Regions from separate parts of the Mus musculus genome. Here regions 1 and 3 are each linked to region 2. Evidence: chromatin contacts called from public HiChIP or PLAC-seq data. All regions are on one chromosome and are shown on one strand. Each heading gives the region's core, a stretch centred on a gene start, on an enhancer-like site or on the middle of the called end of the contact. The rest is flanking DNA. Distances are from core to core; before and after follow the strand shown. Region 1 holds the start of Got1 (glutamic-oxaloacetic transaminase 1, soluble). Region 2 overlaps Dnmbp (dynamin binding protein). Region 3 has its middle 11 kb from the start of Mir5114.

The links. HiChIP or PLAC-seq counts read pairs in DNA pulled down with a chosen protein or histone mark.
Region 1: a contact with region 2 is called in a FOXA1 HiChIP or PLAC-seq map of pancreatic cancer cells. The contact joins the promoter of Got1 here to the enhancer-like site in region 2. A contact is called at or near these places in 1 of 39 promoter capture datasets (liver), 3 of 484 Hi-C or Micro-C datasets (embryonic stem cells and liver) and 5 of 115 datasets of contacts at active chromatin or transcription factors (embryonic stem cells, extraembryonic endoderm stem cells and pancreatic cancer cells).
Region 3: a contact with region 2 is called in an HNF4G HiChIP or PLAC-seq map of pancreatic cancer cells. The contact joins two enhancer-like sites. A contact is called at or near these places in 2 of 39 promoter capture datasets (cranial neural crest and hippocampal neurons), 2 of 115 datasets of contacts at active chromatin or transcription factors (embryonic stem cells and pancreatic cancer cells) and 1 of 9 other capture datasets (liver).

Annotation. Positions count from the first base shown.
Region 1 is chr19:43,523,270-43,526,505 of GRCm38.p6, reverse strand. Got1 (glutamic-oxaloacetic transaminase 1, soluble) reads left to right here and starts at 1,901. Exons shown (of 9, transcript NM_010324.2): 1 at 1,901-2,168. The coding sequence starts at 2,051.
Region 2 is chr19:43,883,645-43,887,348 of GRCm38.p6, reverse strand. All of the region lies in intron 4 of Dnmbp (dynamin binding protein), which reads left to right. Among named protein-coding and RNA genes, the nearest start is that of Gm24400, 28 kb to the right of the region's middle. Within about 2 kb of position 2,183, at least 86 of the 459 cell types and tissues checked have an H3K27ac peak or open chromatin away from gene starts, as enhancers often do. A contact at or near this core is called in embryonic stem cells, extraembryonic endoderm stem cells, liver and 1 more, where this site is marked.
Region 3 is chr19:44,312,885-44,316,143 of GRCm38.p6, reverse strand. No RefSeq gene overlaps it. Among named protein-coding and RNA genes, the nearest start is that of Mir5114, 11 kb to the right of the region's middle. Within about 2 kb of position 1,448, at least 328 of the 459 cell types and tissues checked have an H3K27ac peak or open chromatin away from gene starts, as enhancers often do. A contact at or near this core is called in embryonic stem cells, liver and pancreatic cancer cells, where this site is marked.

The DNA.
Region 1 (3,236 bases), core at 652-3,151, 360 kb after region 2:
GGGTCTAGTAGAATTTGTGAGGTCCAGGTTCAGTGAGAGACCCTGTTTTAAATAATAAGGTGGAAAACAACTGTGGAAGACACCTGACATTCACCTCTGGTCCCTACACCCAGTTGCAGACATGTACATATTTACCCCTGCACATATGTGCTGCTGTGTACGTAACTCTAACTGAACAGGAACACAGGCGAGCACATGCACACACACACAGAGAAATATTTATTTGTTCTTAGCCAAACCAACAGTGTTTAGGTAACCTAGGGTTGCTTTTCTCCCTGGGAATGACGCAGGGAGTGACCATGACATTGTTGCCTAACGTTGTGAAGACGACACTTCTAAATTAAATTCTAGGAAGGCTAGGTTGCAGAACACCCCTCCCCAGTTGCCCTTCGGCTGTGATTTTTGGACGTACTCAAAGTGCACAGCCGATGGACCTTCCGTATTAGCTTGTGACTCTTAGGGGAAAACATTAATGAAATGCTTTGGGCAGTTTCCTTAAAAAAACAAAACAAAACAAAAACAAGGCGATGTTTCTGGAAAGAAAAAGACAGAAAAGCTTAGCAAGTAGTGCTCAAAGTTCGATGGCTTTTGTTTATCCTCTGAACCGAAAACTCGTGAAGATTTATCATGTTACCCAAAGGAAGCCATGATGCTGTTTTCTCGCAAAATACCAAGGAATTGGCGCCTTCCAGCATTGGGTGAATATGTAGTGGAAGAAACGGAGGGAGGTTTGCCAGATCCCAGGCAAAGCATCATGCCATCTAGGAGGGGGTGTGGACCCTGCGCCATAACAAAGCTAGTATTTAGAGAGCACTTACTGTATGCAACTAAACACTTTATGTGTCTTAACTCACCTAATCCCCACAACAACCTGGAGGAAAACACTATTATCTCCATCTTACAGAGCAGGAACAGGCCTGCCCAAGTAGGTCAGAGTCAGCCGGCATCTAAACCTAACTTGCCTGGCTCCAGAGTTAGGTTCCTACTCATCAGGAGGCTTTCTAAACTTGTAACGTCGACAACAAAACGCCCAAGTACAGGAAAGAGAGATGTCTAACCAAACAGCGTGTTAAGAGGTTTTATGGATGGCTGACAGATGTGAAATCTTCAAGGTCAACAGGTGGAGAAAGGATCTGGACAGAAATAGACTCTCAGGGGAAGGAGCAGCCTGACCTGACAGAAAGAAGCAGCAGTTTGGGTGTGTGCCAATCGATGATGACAGCACGCGTGGGAGGAATGCTGCAGAGAGAGGCTTCGCTAGATCCTTCAAGGTCCTTTAGGGCTAGGCTTTCCCGGCCCCGGTTATCTACCGGGGCTGGGGGTTGGTGTTAAAATTCTCAAGCTAGTATGTGCTCATCCCTTACTTTCTGCAGGGTCTCCCCTGCCAGCGATCAAGGAAGACAACACATCCAGGTTTCTTTCTGGGGAAGCACTGAGTGGAGACAGTCAAGGTCACCCACGATTGGGTACAGTGTGTCCAAGCGGACCACTAGAGTCCTGTGCCAGACACTTGGCTGTCAGCCGGGCCTGGCCAACGCAGGAACGTGCGCACCGCCGGAGCCTGGCGGCGACAGTCACCTGCTCAGCGGGTACAGAAAGACCTGTTCTCTGCTTTCCCCACGGGCGGGCCACCGCCCCAGGTCTCCAGGCCCCAGAAGGTCAGGAGGTTGTCCTCTGGGGACTCCCGCCACCCGCACCATCCTCATCACCCCAAGGAATAAAAGCCTCAGCGATTGGAACACGCTACGCCAATCATCCTAGCCTCTGCCCACACCTCCTCCGGTGTACATTGCATTGGTTGCATCATACAAGCCTCCGATAAGATCCTCTTCTCGAATTGGCTAGTAGAGGCTTGCCCCGCCTAACCCTTCTTAGTCGGAAGGTTGTGATTGGTTAAGCGCGTTGCCAAGCTCCGGACGCGGCTCGACCATTGGAAGCCGCGGGCTGCCCCGCCCGCCGGCGAAGGTGAGAGTCTCCTCCAGTCACCGGACCCCGCACCGCACAGAGCTGCTCCCGGCTCGTTCTCGAGGTCTCGGCACATTCTGTCGCGATGGCGCCTCCATCAGTCTTTGCCCAGGTTCCGCAAGCTCCTCCGGTTCTGGTCTTTAAGCTCACTGCGGACTTCCGGGATGATCCAGATCCCCGCAAGGTTAACCTCGGCGTGGGAGGTAAGGATGCAGTGCCTTGGAATGCGAGCAGCCTGGGGGGAGGTGGGCGTAGGAGGAGCTGAGATTTAGTTTGTGTCTCCCTGAGAGGAGCCCGAGGAGAGAAGGTTGGGACCACGAGGACATCACCAACCTACCCATTTTGCAGATGGCGATACAGAGTCCTTGGAAAGAGGGGGTGTTCAAGGTCACGCAGAACAGGTGTAACATCTGGGACACAAATGTTGTTTTTGTTTCTCCACCCAGTGTTCTTTATAGTACTTGTTCTAAAGCAACGATGGGGATGGTAAGGAGAGAGAAGTATGGTAGCTTTAGCGTCTCGTGGTCAACTGGAACTGGGAATGAAAGAGCTGTTAGCCTAATGGAGCTGTAGTCCGGGTTGAGCGAGTAGCAGACGCCACTTAGGAAGCCTGTTAACCCACATGGGGAAGATGTAGGTTTGGTTTATTCTCAGAGTGGAGCAGATGAGGCGAAGCCCATGCATCTCAGGCCACACACATCTGGGTCTTCATTTCTTGATCATTTGCCTTGAACCAAGTTAGCCTTCTGCCAAGGTCGTTTGTGTTGTAGTTTCTAAAGCCCTTTAACTCGAGCCTCCGGCGACTTCGTCATCACTGTTTGGATGTTTGAAGCTCTACAGAGCTTGGTGTGCATTTGGCCACGTGCAGAGGCCAGCCGAGGAGAGAAGAGTGAGCAGACTGATGCTCTCAGCAGGGAACCAACCGGAACTGAAAGCGCTAGAAGGTTAGAAAGAAGAAATGGAGTTGTTTTGAAGCAGAGGGTGACGTTAAGGGGATTCAGAATCTAGGTTCTTAGAGAGGATGTGCAAATATAGCCCTAGTGTCTCTGTCTCTCTGTCTCTGTCTCTCTCTCGCTCGCTGGCTCTCTTTCATCTAGGTTCTTAGAGAGGATGTGCAAATATAGCCCTAGTGTCTCTGTCTCTCTGTCTCTGTCTCTCTCTCTCTCGCTCGCTCGCTCGCTCGCTCTCTTTCATCTAGGTTCTTAGAGAGGATGTGCAAATATAGCCCTAGTGTCTCTGTCTCTCTGTCTCTGTCTCTCTCTCTCTCTCTC
Region 2 (3,704 bases), core at 934-3,433:
TGCATACACATTTTAAAAAATGTTTTTAAAAGATATTGCTCACATGTCTGGAATACATATAGTCAGTGTTTATACACGTGTATGTGTGTGTGTGTGTGTGTGTGTATGTGTGTGATCCACTGACTCCCCTTCCCCTTACAGAGCGCCCCACTAGACTGTCACGCGATGGTCACCAAGCCACAGATTTATAGACACTGCTCCTGTTGGATGGATATTTACAAACACTTCAGCTTTAAGGGTGAAACATTCCATCAGTTTCTCCCTTCCAGGTCCCATCCCTCCCATCCATCCAGCAGAGAAGTAGTTACTTTGTAGCTGTACCCAGCCCCTTGCAAGCCAGAGGCCAGGCCTTTCCCCTGCTCTCTCTCTCCCCTCCTCTCACCGGAGGCCTGGCGGGTTCCTTCTCTGTGCACCTCTGTCTTGGGGCGGTTGGGTCCAGTCTGTTTTAGTTTTGGACCTTGGCCCTAAGGTGTGGTCCCTGAATTTAGGAGGCCTTCTCTCTTGAAGTGTTAGGTTTCTATGAAAACGGAGGAGGGTGAAGCTCCTCACAGGGAGGCAGGCTGTCTTCACTGGCGTGCGTAGGATTTGAGGGGATTTCTCCATAGGTGTTGGGGTCTTCCCCTCAGTGGCGAGTCCTCCCTTATACCTAGCCCTTTTCTGGCTTACAACTGGAACTTTGGCTTCTGGTCCAGGCTACTTGTTGGCTGTCTTCTGTTAATTTATTCCCTTACTTGTCAAAGGCTGGCAACTGTCTCAGGAAGCAAATGTGTAAATACAAATGTGGCCGAGTTGCATTTTCTTGTTTTGAGTCACGTCCTCTTCAGTTTCTGCTGCTTTTGATTGTTTCGTAATGCCTACATATAATTATGGTTTTAATGCCATGTCTGGAGCTGTTAGTTAGTTATCAGCTGTTAATTAGGAAGGTCCCCGGTTGGTTATCTTTAAGGTTTTATGCTGGCTAAGAACGTAATTGGCTATGACAGAAAAGGGCCTGGTGTGTCAAATCCTGGGTCTCAAATTCCACGTTACCTGTGTTGATGTAAGTGACCTGAGGGTCCGGAGAGGAAGCGTTTCTTACAGAGACGAATCTGAAAGCAGGACTGTGTGGGGGCCGAGGCTAAGGCTCCAGGTTGAGAGAGAGCCATGACTGGGACTTTTTATATTAATTCTAGAAGGACCCTTCATGCCAACAGATCTAATGTTTCTAATAAGTAATGGGTAACTCTCACAATTGGGTTATCTTATTTCTTTATATGTATGAGTGTTTTGCCTGCATGTATGTCTGTGACCAATGTCAGAAGATGTCAGATCTCCTGGACTGGGAGATCACAGGTGGCTGGGAGCCACCATGTGGGCGTTAAGAATCAAACCCAGGTCCTCTGCAAGAGCAACGAGTTGTCTTAACTGCTGAGCCGCTCTCCAGCACTTGTGATTGGGTCTTAAAGTGTATTGAGTGTATTTAGTGAGCTGCAGCCAGCACTTCTGAAAAATAAAAGCAGCGCGCTCCCCCCCCCCTTTTTGTTTGTTGCTTTCTGTTTATTTGCTTGTTTTGAGACAGGGTCTATGTAGCCCTGGCTGGCTTGGAACTTAGCATGTAGCCCAGGCTGGCTCCTCCTCTTCCTGCCTCTGCCTTCCGAGTACTAGGATTAAGTCCATGCCACTATGCCTGGCTTTTGTTGTCGCTTCTTTACTGTTGTATTGAGTTGGTCTCTCTCAAGCCAGGTTGGCCCTAGAACTTATTATATAGTCTAGACTCACATTAAACTCACAGCAATCTTTCTGCCTCAGCCTCCCTCTAGCCCCCGAGTGCTGGGGCTACAGGGGTGATCCACTACATCTAACTAAAATAAGAGTTAATGGTAAAATTTAAAAATACATCTAGGATTGTCAAAAAGCATGTTTTATGTATGTATGTGTGTGTGTGTGTGTGTGTGTGTGTGTGTGTGTGTACTCAAATCCAAACTACCTAACTAATGTGAAAGGAGGAAGCACACACAGCAAGGCAGCTCAGACAGCCTCGATCAGAAGGCACTTGCAATCGCTCAGGCCAGCACTTCTGCTTCATTACCAGGGCTGAAGCCAGAAGACTGGATTCATTCTGCTTAAACAAACTTAGAAGAGAGGGAAGTCCTAGAGACAGGGGGTAGAGCACACATGCAGAGCACACAACCTGCAGGAAGGGCGTGCGCTGAGCAGAGATTCAGTTTGGTTGCGGGTGGGGCACAGGACAGCAGAGGCATGGGGCTTGTTACAGGGAGTGTGCGCTTCTTTTCCTGTTACGGGGATAAAATACTCTAACAAAAGCAACTTTAAAAAGGAAAGGGTTATTCTAGCTGACAGTTCAAGGTACTGGACTGTCAACATAGGGAAACCGAGGCAGCAGGAGCTTGAAGTGTGTGGTTGAATTGTATCCACAGTTGCGCCCCTCCCCCAGGAAATGGTCACATTGTGTCCACGGTCAGAAGGGGAACAGTGCAGCACGTGCCTTAGTGATTATCAGATCTTCTCAGTGTTATACAGTGCTGAGTTCCCAGCCCAGGGAATGGTCCTACCCTCAGTGAAGATGGGTCTCCTACACCAATCAATAAGATTAAGATGCCAGAGTCCTGTTGTCCCAAAGACAGTATACTCTGTCGAGCTGATGATTAACACTAACGGCCACAGCCCCACCCCTTGCCAATTCAACACCTACACACACCACTCCCTTTTAAAGGTTAATAGTCTATATAATTCTTAAATTTATTATTAGGGTGGCATGTGGAGGTCAGAGAACAACTTTGTGGGGTTGGCTCATGCCCGCCACCTCTTTGCAGAGGCAAGGGATCAAAGTGAGGATTCTGGCTTGTAAGTTAGATGCTTTTACTCACGGGGACATTTCTAGCCTATGCACATCCCTTCTCAGCCATAACTTTCCACCCCTCGCTCCCATGGGCTCAAGACCATGTTACAATGTAAGCGGTATTCATCTCATCTCTCCAGTTTCCTGATGGTGGGTGTGATGTGACTAGCCGCTCTAAGCTCACACTACCTGGATAGCCCCACCACGGGGTAGACTGTTAAAAGTGACACATCCTGCTATAAGATCAGAAAGCAAGTCACCAAATATAAACCAAAGTGTGGGTTCACCAAGTGGGACAGAAGAAGCCAGGTGTGACCCCCAGAAAAAAAGATCGATTAACACTGGCACGTGCCTGTAATGTCAGTACTTAGACAAAAGCAGGAAGAATGCTGAGTTCCAGGCCAGTGCAATCTCCCCCTAAGGTTTTCTTTCGCTGTGCACAGTGCTACATGTCTGTAATCCCTGCACTTGGAAGGTAAAGGCCAAAGGATCAGGAGTTAAAAGCCAGTCTTAGCAACCTAGTAAGTTCACGGCCAGCCTAGGCTACACAAGCAAACAAGCAAACAAACAAACAAAAACCAAAATAATAAAAAGGAAGAAAAACAGTTTTATTGCCTGATACAAAAATTCTATTAGAATTTTAAAAAAGATTTTATTTGTATTTTTTTTAAGCCATATGCATATGTGTGTGGGTTTGTGCATGTGACCACAGTACCAGCAGAATCCAAAAAGAGTCTCTCTCATCCCTTGGAGCTGGAGTTATAAGGACCGGCGAGCTAGCAAAAGTGAGTGCTGGGAACTGAACTCAAGTCCTGGGAAGAGCAGTGTGTACCCCTTCTGTCTCTCCACCTTCTCAAGAGCCTCT
Region 3 (3,259 bases), core at 199-2,698, 430 kb before region 2:
TGTGCACTAGCTTCACTTCCTAACATTCTAAAGTAGTTTTTAACCATCTTCAGTTCCATGATCATTGGCAATACATTAGCAGGCATTGAAGAAATAAATAAACTCCTAGTCATAGAGGACTCACAAAATCAAGCCAAAAGGACATAAACGATTAAAATGGATTCATAACAATCAACAAGACGGCTCTTACTCCTCACTCCTCTCTCTTTTTGTCTTCTCCTCTCCTCTCTCTCCCTCTTTATTCTCTAGCCTTTCTTCTCTCTCTTTTCTACCTTCTCTCTTTCCCCCTGTCTTTCTATAATAAAGCTCTAAAATCATTTTTTTAAAAAGTCAACAAGACTGAGACAGTAACCAAAAGTTTCCCCAAAAGTCAAAATGTAGCACCAGACTGACTCGTTGCCGAGTTTTATCAAATCTTTAAGGAAGAGGTAATAACCAAGCTCCTTAAACTGTTTCATATGGTATACAGAACACTACCAAGTTCACCCTGCCAAGTCTGCATTACCTTGATATAAAAACTGGTTCAGAGCACACACATTTTTAAAAAAGAAAATTGTCAGCCGTTTTTTCCCCTGATGAACATGGAGACAGAAAAAAAAAATTCTCAATGCAATTCTTGCAAGCCACATTTAAGGGCACGTTAAGATTATGTGTGGTGATTACTGCCTTTAATCCCAGCAAACTTTGTACAACTCCCACTCCCGTGTTAAATACTAACTTCCCGCTCCCAGTCCAAGCCTGCTTTGTTTCAAGCTTCTTATTTTAAGTTGGTGCAGAGGCTGCCCCTGCAGAGCGACTCGAGCTAAAAGCCTGTCATGGGTGCCCCTCCCACCCTGCATCCACTTCACCATTCCAGCATCTGAATGTCTACTCTGCTCCAAAAATACTTTTCAGATGTGTCCTTCCTTTTCCTTCCCCATGCCCCCATCGGAGTCTTTTCAAAGCCTGGAATAAGGCTTCCAGCCCCTGTGGTCCCCTCTGCTATCACAGTAAGTTTCTTAAATATCGAGATTTCCAGACTCTCACCGCCTCCCCTGCATTTTCTCCTCCCACTGCCCACTCCACGCCCCTTCATGCCTGCTGACATCAGCCTGGAAAGTTCCTGATCACATTAATGCTGTGCTTTTCGGAGTGCTCTCCTCTACACCATGACCCAATCTGAGGTCTGTTTTGCTAAGTCCTAGCTCTGCCTCCTCCTCCATAAGCGTTTGCACTACGTAGATGGAAAAAAACAAAACAAAAAAACAAAAAAAAACGTGCGCTGCTTTGCCAGCACACACCCCCACCCCCTTCCTTGGCGAAAGCTGGCGACCAGAGCCCACATTCAAGGTCCGGGGAGCGGAGGCGGGGGGGGGGGGGGGGGTTGTGAGGTCAGGGACTGGGCTAGCCTCCATCTGTGACTGCAAGGTACACCGGCTAGCTTCAGGAGCAGCGCATCCTGATTGGAGCGATGCGTGCAGAGCCCGGTGAGGCCGCTGATTGGCTGCGAGGGGTCAGGCGCTTTGGGCCTGGTGAACGCGAGTGAATCTGGGGCCAATGCTAACCCAGAGTAACCCCGGGAGGGGCCCGCACGCCTGACCCTTGCTTTTCCTCACCCTAGCTGGACCTCTCCCGGGCAGGCACTGGCAGAGGGCCAGGACTGGAGGAAGAGCGTTGCATGTTGCTTCTATTTCAGGCACTCAGCTTAACCTGAGTTGGAGTTTGGTAGGGCTCCATGTACGGTCACCAGGACAGTAATTTATGATGTCACAGGGCTGTGTATGTGTGTTTGGCCGCAGTGGGGTGGGAGGTGCGTTAGTGATCCAGGGAGGTAGCCACACTGCCTGCTCCTGGAAATGGCGAGGTTGGAGGCACGGTTTGAGGCTTTGGCTAAAGCAATCTTGCTACTGGAAGCAGAGCTTCTACTTTACTCCATGGGGTCTGGCCTTCCCCGAAAGCAGAAAGAAAAAAGAAAAAAAAAAGGAGAAATGTTATGGTGAAGGGTGGGTGACACTGTCCATTACTGCTGTTGAAAACTGTTTACTCAAAAAAAAAAAAAGTTAAACAGAATTATTACAGAAGAAATCCCATTCCTGTGTACACAAATCGACAGAGAGCAAATGCTAGAATATACACACACAAATGTGCAGAGCATACTATTCATAGAAGCCGAAAGGGGGGGACAACTCAACTGCTCCCCATAAATACAATGGACTGTTAATCATAATGAGGAGTTAAAAACTGATTTGTGCCAGTGTGAAAATGTTAGGAATCGATCAAAGAAGATAAATCAAAGAAATGACTTAGACACAGATTTAAGCCAGTAGAAAGTCTATTAGCTGGCTGGTACTTACAGACTTGAGCCTTTCTCGGGGTGAGATGTTTGTTTTTAATTATTATTATTATTATTATTATTTTATTTATTTATTTATTTATTTTTTTGGTTTTTCGAGACAGGGTTTCTCTGTGTAGCCCTGGCTGTCCTGGAACTCACTCTGTAGACCAGGCTGGCCTCGAACTCAGAAATCTGCCTGCCTCTGCCTCCCAAGTGCTGGGATTAAAGGCGTGCGCCACTACGCCCGGCTTATGGCATTTTTTTTGTATTTTTTTTTTTTAATATGAGTACACTGTAGCTGTCTTCAGACACACCAGAAGAGGGCATCGGATCCCATTACAGATGACTGTGAGCCACCATGTGGTTGCTGGGAATTGAACTTAGAACCTTGGGCAAAGCGGTCAATGCTCTGAACTGCTGTTCCATCTCTTCAGCTCTCTCAGGGCAAGCTTTTAAGCACACACACACACACACACACACACACACACACACACAATACAAAACATGTCTTTGTTTGACACATTTAGCAAGAACAGTTAGCCAGAAGGGGAACTACAGAAGCCAAAAAGCAAGGCTAGTACATTTACAGACTTCCCAGAGCTATGGCCTTTGATGAATTAGATCTTTGTTTTCATTTTGGCGGGTGGTGCTGCCTATGTGCTGGGTTCCATGACCTGAATAGTACTTCTATCACTTCACCATGTTAGTTGTGTTAAGATTTGGGAGCCAACTAAGGACCAGGTTGGGGGGGGGGGGCGGTGGGGGACCTGTTACAAAGAGACACACAGAATGTCATGCAGGGAGGCTACCAGACACACACAGTATGGCTATTTCTCCGACATAAACAACAACCGATTCATAGGCAGCATATTGGTTGTTGATACAGTGGGAGGGTCATGAGGAGTCATTCGAATGGGAATAGTGTTTCCTTTTGGGGTGAGGATA